Linked DNA regions of Zea mays: region 1 is linked to region 2. A link is a contact called in public Hi-C data. All regions are on one chromosome and are shown on one strand. Each heading gives the region's core, a stretch centred on a gene start, on an enhancer-like site or on the middle of the called end of the contact. The rest is flanking DNA. Distances are from core to core; before and after follow the strand shown. Region 1 has its middle 8.9 kb from the start of LOC100285834. Region 2 has its middle 42 kb from the start of LOC100193088.

Region 1 (7,657 bases), core at 2,810-5,309, 310 kb before region 2:
CCATTACCAGGCAAGCCCAAATTGCTATCTTCCCCACTAAGGGAATCTGACGTGCATACTGATTTATTAATCGAAGTCATCCTGTCTAATTCCATTTTTTTCAAAATATTAATTGACATATTAACAGCAGCCTCGCTAGATCCCAATTTAAAACCTAACTTCTCAAGTCTATTGGCACAAATGGAATCTGCTAAAGAGCTAATAGCAGTAATATTTGGGTTTTTCATACCTGACAAAATCTGCGTAGCCTGTGAGTTATCAGCTGGTAGTAGAAAACGACCAGCTAGCTATTTTCCACATAAATCCCCATCCAAATTGCGCCTAGAAGCCCTTTTCATAGCCTTTAGAGTCGCATCCTCATCTGCCCGGGGAAGACCATTAGCATCTAAAACATTGGAACGAGTACTTCTTCTAATGAACAGACCATTGTGAAGGGGATAAAATTTTGAACCTGTTCCAGAAGAGCACAGTGAACCAACAAAGTCATCATCACATGCATCCCTTGCTTCCTGAGTGTCCTGCACCAGGGAACCAAACATTCCCTGAGAAACAATAGGCATCAGCATTTTATTCTGCATGGATGGAGACAAATAGACAGGTTCATATGAGATGTCATTAGTTACCTTTCTCAGATCAGTGTTATTCAAAGTAGAGTTTCCCATAGTCACGCACAAGTCAATCTGAGCGGTAACAGGAGTCAGCAATGTACCTGCTCCCACCTCACAAACTGGGTTATGAACCCCTGAATATTTTGACGAGTGATCTGCAGCGTCAGTTGAGCCATCAGAGCTGAACAAACTACAGAAAGGGCCATGTAGAGACGTTGTGAGGGGAAGAGCAGCAGCATCAAGCATAGGTACAACATTTCCCCCACTATCTCCCCCACCCGATGAAGCACCAGACCCACCAACACTCCATCCATTTCTTTGTTTCTTCTTTGCATGACCTGGGTTTTTGTCATCTTGGTCATCTCCAATATCCCCGCCACCATCGCCATCCCATCGTGGGACATCTGTGAACACCACAGGGTCTGCAGGGGTGAATTTCTCATCTTCCAAAACAAAAGTGATCTCATATCCTTTAGTGCCAAAGACAATGTCAGTGGTAAGGGGGAGAGGATCTCTGTTCATCATTCCAACAAGCACTCTAATCACTCCCATTTTTCTATATGTATACATATCCACATCCAAGGTCGCTCCAATCACCGAGCCTAGAGCCCAAAAACCTAGGTAATGTCTCCAAGCATGGGGAACCCCCTTGATATGGACCCATACCTCATCAAGCTGGTAACTAGGATCAGCATCACTAGCATCTTTCCATTCCGAGATAGTGAGAGTCACACCATGATTTTTAAGGGTGAAGTCCACATCAACCATTCTCTGTAATTCCTCAACCGAAGGGAAAACCACCAAGAAGGATTCCTCACTATGGGGCAAAGCTTCCCAAGTCCAGTCCTTAGTAATGAAACGAGCCAGTTCCGTCTGCACTGCCGCAGGCGTAAGTTTTCCCCCAGTTACTTTGATGAGGGCAGTCGGGGCTGGATCCGGTGTTTCTAACTTATAATCAAATTCTGGTATGCGAAAGAAACCCAAATCATTATTTCCAAAGCCAAAAAAGGAAGCATCCGGCCTAGGAAATTTCAGAAGAGGACACTTGGCTACCACATGCGAGTTCTTCTTATTGCAGACCACACAGTCTAAAATTGCTTTGCAATCCTCATTCATATGGCCACTCAACTTGCATCGAAAACAGAAAGGATTCTTTGGTTTCTTGGCCTTAGAAATTGTACCTGGATCCAAAGATGTTGAGAGAGGCTTAGCCGTGGTCCTTACCACCTCTGCAGTCCCAACAGGAAGCTCATCCCCAGGCGCCATTTCATGGCTAGCCGTAAAACCTTCCACCCTCCTCTGGTAACGAGGCTGTGGAGGGAAGCGTCCTCCTCGTCCAGCTAGGCCACGGCCAGGCATCCCTTGATTGCCCCGGCCATGACAAGCACCACGCCCAGCGCCTCGACGATGCAAAAATGCGCCATCTCCATGCCCGTGCCGCGAGGGTGCCTGCCCCCGCCATCCACCTCCTTGCATGGGTGCCGCCATAGTCGGATTTCTGTTACCCGAAGGCACAGGCCGGTGGTCAGAGTCCCCTGCCCGATTAATAGGAGGTGGTGGTCTAGCGGCCATCTCTGCATACGAAGGAGATCGCGTATTGCACAAGTTCCCTGGGCAAGAGACCGGCTTAAGAAGGGAGAACCTCCCGTCAACCTTACTCTGACTGCCTCGTAGCAAACAGGATCTCGGCCTTCCAAACGCCTTAGCCTTCTTAATTAGATCGGCAGTGGAAGGACCCGAGGCAGTTTTTTGTAAATCACGCTCTGAGTAAACTTCACGGCCGCACCTTGGGAAAGACCCGTGCGCCGTCGCGGAGGGCGCCACATCCAGCAAAGGAGTCCCCGCCATTACTGCGGTGTTCTCTCTCAAGATTGGTTTGTGGGACAAATTTGAATTAGGAGGCAGGAAAGCTTCCAGTGTCACATCCCGCATCGGTCGTGGCTTTGGCAACGGTCCACGCCAAGGCCGCATCGAAACTGTCCGACGCGGAAAGGGCATGCCAAAGGCCACGCGCCCCACCTGACGGCCATTAGCCCCAGACCGTAATGGAACATTATGGATTGGCTTTGTCTCCGTATTCACAATGACATTACCGGCAGGAAATTCGAATTGTTTTGCTGGATGCCCAGCCAAAACACCAGATTCCTTCCGCGTAGATGACTGAATAGCAGAAACAGATTGATTTCCTTGTTCCAAACCACGTGACTCAGAATCAAGATCTTCATCAAGATGAGATTCATGGCTAGAACACAGATCAGATAAAACCGGAGGGGTGAACTGAGAAGAACTACTTCCAGCATCCCAGCCGAGATTGCTTAGAGATGACGTATTCCCCCCCAAATCGCAGAAAAGATCAGGGTCAAGGAGAACACTTATCTTGCATTTCGCCCGCTCCGTGGTGACCGCCATGGATCTCATCAGCTCCAAAGCTTACACGAGAGCATCTCCGAGAGCCCAGATGTGCGTGAGGAGCTCTCCGGGCGGCTCCCTTCCGGCTTCCGCAGCGCCAGCACACCCCGGCCCGCCGTCCTGTCGTCCTCCTACGCGCGCTTGGAGAGTACTACGGGCGTGTTTGGATTACTGCCGCTAACACCACGCCACGCCACACGCCGCGCGCCGCAGTTGTGGCGGCCGAATCGGCCGCCGCACCTTAGGCGGGGTGTGGCACTGGACGTCAGCCTCCAAACAGGCCCTACATAATCGATCGATCGACTATAGAGCTTCTCTTGAATTACTCCAAGGTAACTATTATATACCGGTAGAAGTTCTTACTCTCAATGTATAAAATTGGAACAAAAATAACCAAAGGATGCATGCGTAGCAAGCAAAGCAGAATTAAAGATGGTATAAGGCTGGTCAGTTTGTTTTACCTCCACGGTTTGAGCTTGTCAGTGCGCGTCTATACGCCTAATTTTTGAAAACCCAGCCTCTAATAACATATCAGGCCCTGTTTGGAACTATAGTATTTTTGCAGTTTTGAAACAATACTATAGTATTTGATGATACTATAGTATTGGAGCTCAAAAGGTGTTTGGTTTGTACAGTCAAAACTCAGTTTTAAATACTATGGTTTGCCCAAAACTGTGTTATTTTTGGAGTTTTCGAAACTCCACTCAGGACCTCAGTTTTCTTCTCTTCTCTCTACATATACTTTGTTTTTCCAATAAAACCAAAAAGATCTCGGTTTTGAGCAATACTGTAGTTTTACTGTGGTCAAACAATACCGTAGTATTTATGTTATGTACAATTGTAAACTATAGTATCTCAAAACTATAGTATTTCAAAACTGCATTCCCAAACAGTAGTGATTAGTTTGTTTCACTTGCTTCCGTACGCCTGAATTTCCAGAACCCGGGCTAGCTTCCCAATCGGACGGTACCCACCACGTACCCCAGCCACTATCTGCGGCGGCGCTGCTGCGTGCCACGCGCTTTCCCGCATAGCGCCTTCTCAGTCTGGGACGCGAGAAGAGATGGCAGTGCTAGGATGGGCCCCACTGCCGCGAGTTGAGGTGAGGGAGCGAAGGCTGATAGGTGCGTGCGTGCGTGCGTGACTCTCTCTCCCAACACCAACACATCTGCTTCCTCTTCCTCCTGCCTGGCCGTTACAAAAAGGAAGGACAAGAGCCCAGGCCAGCTCCCTCTACTACTCTACTCCACGCCTGCCTCCTGCAGCCCTCCACACCATACCACCCGCGCGCGGATTTCAGCTCATCTCCGAAAGAGGTGAGACCGATCGATCCCACCTTCTCTCGCCCACCGCCTCCTCCTTCCTCCCTCTCGATCTCTTTCCACCTCCCCGACGACAAACCCTCGTCGTCCGTCCTGCCGGTAGCGCGCTGGGGCTAGCTAGGTTTTCGCTGGGACGAAGCTATAGTGCGGCGCGCGCGTGATGTGTCTGTCTGGTGCGGCGCTTGATGATGGAACCGCGCTCCGGCTGCTAGGTATATATGGTTGTTATATATCCTGCGCTGCTGTATGCACGCGGTTCGTTTCGTTGTGCGGATTTGATTTGTTTTCGTTCGCCCTATATTCCTCTCAGCTTCTAGCTAGCTATGGTTCGTTGCGCGCTGCGTGGATTGTTCGTTTGTGTTCATTCTCCCTGTATTCCTGACTCCTGTCGTCAGCTCCTTGTGCTGCGCGCGTGGGGGCCGGTAATTGATCAAGTTCTTCGGATTTGGGCGAGATTATCGTTTTCGTTTTCCTGCCTCTCCCTCCGCTCCTGTTTTTCTAATCTCGTGTACCCATGCTCTAGATACGTACTACAGTTACTGCTATTGAGGTGAGAAAGTAGTAGAGCAGCGCGAGATTTTTTTTTATCCTCTTTTTTTCCTCTTTATTTAACCAGATGCAGTGCAGATGGCATTTCTGGTTCCACACAGTCACCACACCAGCTCCTCATCTGCTGTTCTATCTTTATGTTCATCTGAGCTAGCCGTCGCAACTCGCAATATGCTGGCGCGCGCTGGATCTGTTTCCGCCATCAGTATGGAGCTAGGACGATTTATTTCTTTCCTTGCTCGCGCTTGATTTCCATCAGTCTGCTGGCGCTAGATATATGCATGCGCCGCCCGGTTAATTAGTCGGTTACTTTCCTTCAGTACTGTCGCCTACGACATCTACGGCTTCCATGTTAGTCGGATATTTGTTTCCTCTTGTTTTCACAGATCGATCTACTCCCGTTTGGAAACGATCTAGCTAGTCGCGTGCATGATCCTTCCCTTGCTTGCCGTTTTCGCCCCGGAATTTAAACAGAAAACATGATATTTTGTAAGTCATGTAGTGCTAGTACTAGTGCTTTCTATTACTTCAGCAATAATGCGATCGTCCAGCTTTCTTCTCTTGCGCAAACTGAAAAACAACAGTTGTTTTGCTTTCCACAATATCCTGCAGGGGAGTAGCAGCTAGGAGTACATAGACTTCAGGTATTAGGAGTAGTAGTGTACTGCTAGTTCTTATCTCTGGGCTTCTGGTACTCTTTTGGCACAAAAGAGGATACAAAGGCTGCAAAGATCTCCTGTCACCACAGTAGTTCAGTACATGGAATTTCCCTCTTACTTTTCTAAATATCGTTTGACGTTTGTACTGCATTCTATCAGCCATTTCACTGATCCCCACACCATTGCACCAATGTGTTTGCCTTCACTGTCTCGCTGTGCACTGGGGTTTAATTCGGTTCTTCTTTTGGGTGCTTTGTAAATGGAAAGATTAATGTTGCACTTGTATAGTTGTATAGTACTTACCTTGCCTATTATTTTATGCTTAGGGAATGTTTGAATGTACTAGAGCTAATAGTTAATGACTAAAATTAGTTGAGACATCCAAACACCCTAGCTAATAGTTCAGCTATTAGCTATTTTTAGTAATTAGTTAATAATTAGGTAGCTATTTGTTAGCTAGCTAATTCCACTAACAATTTTTAGCCAACTTACTATTAGTTTTAGTGCATTTAAACATTCTCTTAGTTTTCTAACCATCTAAAAAACCAACTACACCTTTCTGCTAGTATTTTAATCCATTCTATTTATCTTAGGGGTGTTTGAATACATTAGAGCTAATAGTTAGTTGACTAAAAAATACTAGTGGAATTAGCTAACTAATAATAGCTAGCTAAATATTAACGAATTTACTAAAAATAGTTAATAGTTGAACTATTAGCTAGAGTGGTGTTTGAATGTCTCTAGCTAATTTGAACAACTAAATATTAGCTCTAGTACATTCAAATACCCCGTTAATCCGTCGTCTCATGTGTTTCACTCACTTTATTTTCTTCTCCAGGTGACAAAGGAGAAAGGACTACTCTCAGATCATAAGGAAGGTCGGCTCGATCGGCGCCTCGACCGAAACAGATACCCAGCAGCAGCACCGCAACTCCTCTCGCTCTGCTCAGCAACGGTGGACCCCATCATGAACTCCCAGCTCCAGCTCCAGGCCTATGAGGCCGCGGGGGCGGTTCGAGTCCATCCCGCAGAAGACGGCCAGACGGAGGCCACCCCGCAGGCTCCGCTGCGGAAGATCCAAGGCCAAGGTACGGCTGACGATCTGCCGCGGCGCCAAGGCAGTGGCCTTGCTCCGTCGATGGGGACAACCGGCAACACCTATGCTAAGTGCCCCGAGTGCCATAAGTGGTTCACGTCGTTGAAGGCCATGTTCGGGCACCTTAGGAAACACCCGGATAGGGGCTACAAGGGGGCCACCCGTCCCACGCCGGCGACGATCAGCGCCGCCGCGGCCGTGGCTGGAGACAACGAGCCGACCAAGAAGGTGCCACGGAAGGAGTCTGTTTTCCTGGCCCTCAACATGGCGGACGAGGAGAAGAAGCCGTGGGAGGAGGCCGGGACCAAGTGGCCGGCCAAGGCGAAGCGCAGGCGCACGCCCGTGGCGCCGATGCAGGCGACCAGCTGCAGCGAGGAGGAGCAGGAGGAGGCTGCGACTGGTATGGAGGAGGAGGAGGAGGAGGAGGAGGAGAAGGAGGCTGCGATGATCCTATTGGAGATGAGCCGCACGTCGTCCGAAACCCAGCAGCAGCAGCCTGCTCAGGAACCGGTGCATGCGCCCGATGCCGTCTCTGGCCACCAGATCCAGACGTCGGATGTCGAGGAGCTTATGCTTCAGCACCAGCCTGCAGGGCAACAAATTCCGGAAGCCGCGCAGATCGTTCAACTGGAGAATGCACTGGAGCTGATCAGCGCTGAGTCCCAAACGCCGGCAGCCAAACAGGTCACGGAGCTGGTGATTACCACAGAAACTGTCCTGACGATCATGGTTCCGGCGAACAAGGCCATCTTCCCGAGCCTCGGCTCTGGCGCCGGCGACAAGAAGGCCAAGAAGCGCCGGGTCAATTCCGAGCAGACAGTAGCATCGATGTCGCCGCCGCCGCCTCCAGAAGGCACCGTCCGAACGCCGCCGGCGAGGCGCATACCGTCGCCGGCGTCGGGCAAGAAGCACACGTGCCCGACCTGCAGCAAGTCGTTCTCCACTCACCAAGCCCTAGGAGGCCACATGGCCAGCCACGTCAAGAACAAGACCACCAGCGCGCGGCACGACGAC
Region 2 (7,007 bases), core at 970-3,469:
CCGATTAAAGACTAAAAACTGCTGGTTAACGGTAACAGTTATCTGCTCGAAAGAAGATAATAAGAGAACTACTATCATGTACGGGTTGCTTTACATACTAGTGCAGCTTCCGTATAATTTTTCGTACCCAGAGAGAGACTAACCGATTTCTTCTGTACGCTAGATTTTCGAAACCTGGACGATTGGATGGCTACCGTCTGGCGCCGCCTCCCTGATGGATCGGAGGTTAATCAGGTTATTACCAGCGAAGGCGCGCGCTGCATGTTTTTCGCTCCGATATCAAGCGGTTCCCTGACCATCCACAGTCCAGTTCTATCCACGGCCGAACGCGAAACGCGGCGCAGTGTGCTTGTCCAGTGCCTACTACCAGGATAGGCCCGAAGGCTTAATCGGAGGCTTCCCCCCCTGCAGGCGGTTACATAAGGAAGGAGAAGAGCCCGGCCAGCTCCCTCTCTACTCCACGGAAGCTCCTCCACACCATACCGAACCAGCGGATTTCAGCTCATCTCCATCCAGAAGAGGTGAGATCAATCCATCCCTTCCCTTCCCTCACCTACCGCCCCCCTTCCTCCTACCTTATTCCCACACTACTCTCTCTTTCCACCTCGCCGACGGCAATCGATCGAAACCTCGTCGTCGTCGTCCCGCCGGCCGGTATAGTATAGCTCGGGGCTAGCTAGGTTTTCGCCGGGAAAAGCTAGCAGTGCGGCGCGTGAGAGGTCTGAGGCGGCAGTGACGACGAAACCGCGATCCGGCTGCTAGCTATGGATGTTATGCTGCGCGCTGCTGTATATATGCATTCGTGCGTGTTCGTCGTTTCGTTATTGTGGTGGATTGATTTGTTTAATTTTCTTTCGTTGCGCTTCTGTTGTTGTGTGGATTGTTGATTTGTGTTCGTTCGCCCTACAATATTCCCGTCGTCAGCTTCTTCTTGTGCGAGATCCTCGTTTTCCTGCCCCCTCTCTTAATTTCTCTCCGCTCCTATTTTTACTGATCTCTTGTAGACATGGCTCTAGATAGGTACGTACTACTACTACTGAGGTGAGAAGGTAGAGCAGCTCGAGATTTTTTTTTTCTTTTATCCTCTTTTCAGTCGTCGTCGTCGATCGCCGCTGAGTCCGGTATCGGTTCCTTTTTCAGCTCCATTTTTTCCCCCTTTATTTTGCAGAGATGCAGTTGGGATTTCTGGTTCCAGACAGCTAATTAAGTCACCTGTTCCTCATCTGCTGTTCTATCTTTATTTTTTTCATCCGAGGAGCTAGCTAGCCGTCGCAATGCATGCAGCACATGCATCATGGAGATGATTTCTTTCTTTCCTTGCTCGGGCGCTTGATTTCCTCCGTCAGCACCGGACCGCCTACATATATATAGATCGTCCCTTGTTTAGATCATCTCCAACAATATCTCAAGCTGGTGACCCAAATTGAAATATGAAACTCTACTAATGAGAAAACTACTCCAGTGCCTTATTTTACAAAATTTGGTAAACAAATTATAGTGTAGCTAATCAAGTGCCCCAAATATACTAGGTCGTAGTAGGCTGACCTATAACCTAAATTTGAGGCTTTGCTGCCGTAGGGGAAATGATTTGTTGGTGCCCTAAATCCTATAAAATATATTTATTTTTAAATTATAGCGCATTTTTATAGGTCATGGGTATGATCTTATGCAACTTCGTACGCTAGTCATCACCAGGGATCACATCATTCTGCATGCCAACGGATATTTCATTCCTTGTTTTTCGCACTTCACGGATCTCCTCCCGTTTGGAAACGATCCAGTCGTGCATGATCCTTGCCTTATTGCTTGCCGTTTTCGCCCAGGGATTTAAACAGAACGCATGGTATTTTTGTCATCAAGTGTAGTGCTACTAGCTACTAGTACTTTCTACTACTTCAGCAGGGTGCTATGCAACGATAATGCGATCGTCCAAGCTCTTCTTTATTTCCCCAATCCTGCAGGGGTGGCAGTGGTAGCTGCATGCCTGGAGTAGTAGGAGTACACTGCAGGCAGTAGAAGTACTACTAGTTCTTATCTCTGGCCGGCGGGCTTCTGGTTCTCTTTTGGCACAAAAGAGGATACAAAGGCTGCAAGATCCCCTGTCACATCAGTAGTCAGCCAGTACATGGAATTTCCATCTTTTTCTAAACACCGTTTGATGTTTGTACAGTTGTACTGCATTCTCTTTGGTGAGGCCAGCAGCTGCTACCTCCCTCCCTAGCTAGTCCCTACTATAGGCCTATGGCTACTTTCACTGATCCCCCACACCATTGGCATTGCACCAATGTGTTGCCTTCACTGTCTGGTTTAATTCGGTTCTTCTTTTGGGTGCTTTGTAATTGGAAAGATTAATGTTGCACTTGTATAGTACAGTACTTACCTTGCCTATTATTTTATGCTTCCTTTTTTCTACCATCTCAAAAAACTAACTATGCCTTTCTGCTAGTATTTAATTCATTCTATTTATCTTAGGCTGTCTCGTGTGTTTTGCTCACTTTATTTTATTTTTATCCAGGTGACAAAGGAGAAATTAAAGGACTACTGTCAGATCAGACGCATAGGGATAGGGTCGGGGGACCCTTTGAGTTCCAGCAGACTCCTATTTCGGTTACTATTTGCTCGGCGCCTCGATCGAAACAGATACAGCCACCTGCCTGCGCACCAGCACCATCCAGCAGCAGCTAGCACCACAACTCTCGCTCTGATCAGCAACGACGGACCTCATCATGAACTCACGGGCGCTCCAGCTTCAGCTCCAGGCCGCTGAGGCGGCGGCTCCAGTACATGCCGGAGAAGACGGCGAGCCGGAGGCCACCCCGAAGGCTCCGCTGCTGAAGATCCAAGGCCAAGGCAGTGGCCTTGCTCGGTCGATGGGGACAACGACCGGCAACGCTACCAAGTGCCCCGAGTGCCCCAAGTGGTTCCCGTCGTTGAAGGCCATGTGCGGGCACCTTAGGCAACACCCGGATAGGGACTACAGGGGGGCCACCCGTCCGACGCCGGCGACGATCAGCGCCGCCGCGGCCGTGGCCGTGGCTGTGGCTGGAGACAACGAGCCGACCAATAAGGTTCCGCGGAAGGAGTCTGTTGTAGTGGCCATCAACATGGTGGCCGCTGCTGCGTCGGCAGTGCAGAAGCAGCCGTGGGAGGAGGCCGAGACCAAGTGGCCAGCCAAGGCGAAGCGCGGGCGCACGTCCGTGGCACCGATGCAAGCGAGCAGCATCAGCGAGGAGGAGGAGGCTGCGATGGAGGAGGAGGCTGCGATGATCCTATTGGAGATGAGCCGCACGTCGTCCGAAACCCAGCAGCGGCAGCAGCCTGTGGAACCGGTGCGTTCCCCCTACGCCGTCTCTGGCCACCAGATCCAGACGACGTCGGTTGTCGAGGAGCTTATGCAGCAGCAGACTCCGGAGAATGCCCTGGAGCTCAGCGCTGAGTCCCAGACGTCGGTAGCCAAACATGTCACGGACCTGGTGGAAGCTGTTCTTATCATGGTTCCGGCGAACAAGGCCATCTTCCCCAGCCTCAACTCTGGCGCCGGCGACAAGAAGCCCAAGAAGCGCTGGGTCAGGAATCCCGGGCGTACCGCTGCATCGACGACGTCGCCGCCACCTCCGGAAGGCGCCGTCCGAACGCCACCGGCGAGGCGCATACCATCTCCGGCGTCGGGCAAGATGCACACGTGCCCGACGTGCCACAAGTCGTTCTCCACCCATCAAGCCCTAGGCGGCCACATGGCCAGCCACGTCAAGAACAAGACCACCAGCGCGCGGCACGACGACCACGCCGCGGCCCACGCTATGATCAAGCCCGACGTCTTGGCGCATAGCGACCAGAGCGCCGGCAACGGCGACGTCGACATCATCCCCGCCAGCGATGATGGCGCGGGCAAGGGCGGCGCGTTGCAGGAGCGGCAGGACGCCCAGCCGCCACCACCGGCGCGAGCGCCGACGCCGCCGCAGACCTCGGCTCCGCACAAGTGCGACGAGTGCACAAAGACCTTCTCCTCCGGCCAGGCGCTAGGCGGCCACAAGCGGAAGCACTGGTCCCTGGAGAAGCAACAGGCCAGAGCGGCGCTGCCTGCGCCTGCGCCAGTGATTGAGCCTGAGCCTGAGTTGCGGGACTTCGACCTGAATGAGCTGCCCAAGGAGGAGCAATTCCAGGACAACAATCAGCCCTAGCCATCACCATCAAGCACCATCCACCCCACCAGCTAGCATATGCCTGCTTTGAAATCCGCGCTGCCGAAGCAAGCAGTACTTACAGGAGATATCACTACATTTTGTCTTAGTATAGTGTACCGTGTATGTTAGGAGGTCACGGTTCCATTTCCAGTTATGTCTGATGATCTTGCTTGGGAACACGTAGTAGTGTCTCAGTGTCTGGTTATGTACCATGTGAAATGTTCTGAATTCTCATGTTACATTTTGTGTCTTGTGAGTAGTTCACCGAGTTGTGTCAAAGGTACCAACGCGCAACGGCGGATGACGGTCCACGGTGCGCTGGTCCTTTCAACACAGTATAGGGTGTAATTAGTTGCTCGGCTGGTCGCGCCTAGGCCCGCGGTATGTGTTATTAACCGCGTATGCGTATGTGATTGGTAGCCTTCACGGCTTGGACGTAGCCTACATGTGCGGGCCTAACTCAGATATTTTTTTTACATCTCTATCTGCACGCGGGAGACGGGGGAGGGAGGTTCACGGGTCGCCCAGGCTGGTGCGAGCCTAGCTCTCGCGGGCATAGCAACCAACCACGCCCCCTATACACATTTTGATTGGACTGTTGGTTATTTGGAGAATGTTCGGTTTCTCCTTAAAGCCTTATTCGGTTAGAGGTGTGTTGAAGTAGATTAAATCTCTCTATTTGTAATTGAATAGGAAGGGGTTTAATATCTCCCCCAACCCCTCTCAATTCTCTCCTAACCGAACAAAGACTAATTACATATACAACAGCTCTCTATTCCATTTTTTTATCACACCTTTTATTTCAAGCTTCACTCCGTGAACAATGCTATCTATAGTGTGGAACAGTGTTTTTACACGATTATATGTTGCTGAGCACGACCTAATATATCATATTGAATGTTTGAATATCGATTACAAATGATTAAATATGGTCTAATTGTAAAACTAATTAGACTTAGGCCATGTTCCAGACCTATAGAGCTAATATAGAGCTAATTATTAGCCAACTAATAAATTGTTCGTTGTTCTTAGCTGGGTTGAGGCAACTAACAATTAATAGCTATTTGAGGGGTGTAGCTAATAATTAGTTGGAGTCGACCAGTTCTAAACCTCTCAGCTAATTTTAGTAACTACCCGTTAGTTTTGGAAACAAGGCTTTTAATAGAGTTGTCTTATTGTTTAGTTCTCATCAATGTAATTTGTTTTATAATTACACAATACAATAGTCGTAATTGATATATTCAAACCTTTAATGTAACACGCATTTTACTTTAGTCAGTTTACTAAACCCCAAGTTCCTTTATATATAGTATGGCGAGGCTAGCTACTAGCGGTGAAAAAGGAAATATTTTTTTTGTATAAGGATTCATTTTCGAAAATTTACCGAAATTTAGGGTTAAACAGGAACAGTTACTGAAAATATAAAAATTAAATCGGTAGAAAAAATGGAAATGGTTTTCATTTTATTTGGTTCTTTGCTGTCGGTAACGATTTTGGTATTTTTTAGACAAAAATATTAAATCTGAATTGATCTTTATAAATTCATAATAAATTCATCTTAACTTAGAAAAATATAAAACTAATTTTATTATTCTCTAAAATCAAGATCTATTCAATGATATATATCACTACACGACGGTTCACTTACAGCGACCTACAGTTGGTTGCTAAAACGGCCTTCAGCGACCTACGGTTGGTCGCTAAAAACTTTTAGCGACCCATAAGGATGGTCGCTGTAAGTGCCGTCGCTAAAGGCTTTAGCGACCGACATCTTTTTAGCGACCGATCGTCCGTTGCTAATATTATATATTTAGCGACCAACTGTGGGTTGTTGTACTATAGATTTAGCAACCAATCGTGAGTCGTTATACTATACATTTAGCAACCAACAGAAAGTTGCCCCTAGTTATAGTCGTTAATAATGATAATATACCATTAATTAGCATTCAACAACTGTTATATATACAAAAGTATACACATAATCACATAGATATACAAATTTAATTAGTATTGCACAATGATAGATCCACATCACATAAACCATCAACAAGCACCACAACAAAATCATTCACAAAACCTACACATGTTATTATGTTTTGCACATATTTGCAAACACTTTACAAAATCATTCACAAAAGTACTAACGCTTCAAGTGATTCGCAAAAGCCTTCTCCTCCAAATCTTTAGATTTAAGATCAGTCACTGACTTAGCTTCAAGTAGAGCATTTTCAGCTGTTCCAGAGGTTGTTGTTGATGCTTTATGTTGAGCAGCCTCTAGCTCCTTCAGAGCATTTTCAAGCTGTGTCTTTAAATTATGCTCTGTTACTTCCATTTCCTGGAAAAAAATAACATATTCTATTAAAGTGATGTGCGGGGCAGCCCTATGCTTTGCATGGGAAAACTATATGCCAAAAGGCAAACATAAATAGCATTTCAAAGGATGGCATTCAAGTGAAGAGTACAAGTTAACGAACACCACACATGGCTCAAGCATTAGAAAGCTCCACACAGGCTGATTGCTACTTCATGATACTCATTATAGAACAAGGCAACATGGAATTCCTCATGAATGGGTTTAAAGTAATTACTTCATGATACTCATTATAGGTCGCGCAAGTAGCAGTTCGGCAGGCAGTCATTTGTCTGAAAAAAATACTTACATGACTAAATTCACCAAATAGTGCCACATACCTATTTAGCCTGGAGACATAAAGAAAAACTTTGGAATGGAGGATGTTAAAATAGTATGGCTCAATTAATTTAGTGTTAAGACATAGTATGTCTGCAAATACATATATTCCCCATTACAAAGCTAACCCAAGA

Evidence for each region. A called contact is a pair of places that touch in the nucleus more often than the background predicts.
Region 1: a Hi-C map of ear shows a contact between it and region 2, with 2.0 times the contacts expected there. The contact joins two enhancer-like sites. A contact is called at or near these places in 3 of 25 Hi-C or Micro-C datasets (ear, leaf and root tip).

Annotation. Positions count from the first base shown.
Region 1 is chr2:40,921,268-40,928,924 of Zm-B73-REFERENCE-NAM-5.0, reverse strand. No RefSeq gene overlaps it. Among protein-coding and RNA genes, the nearest start is that of LOC100285834, 8.9 kb to the left of the region's middle. Within about 2 kb of position 4,059, at least 11 of the 20 cell types and tissues checked have an H3K27ac peak or open chromatin away from gene starts, as enhancers often do. A contact at or near this core is called in ear, where this site is marked.
Region 2 is chr2:40,614,428-40,621,434 of Zm-B73-REFERENCE-NAM-5.0, reverse strand. No RefSeq gene overlaps it. Among protein-coding and RNA genes, the nearest start is that of LOC100193088, 42 kb to the right of the region's middle. Within about 2 kb of position 2,219, at least 3 of the 20 cell types and tissues checked have an H3K27ac peak or open chromatin away from gene starts, as enhancers often do. A contact at or near this core is called in ear, where this site is marked.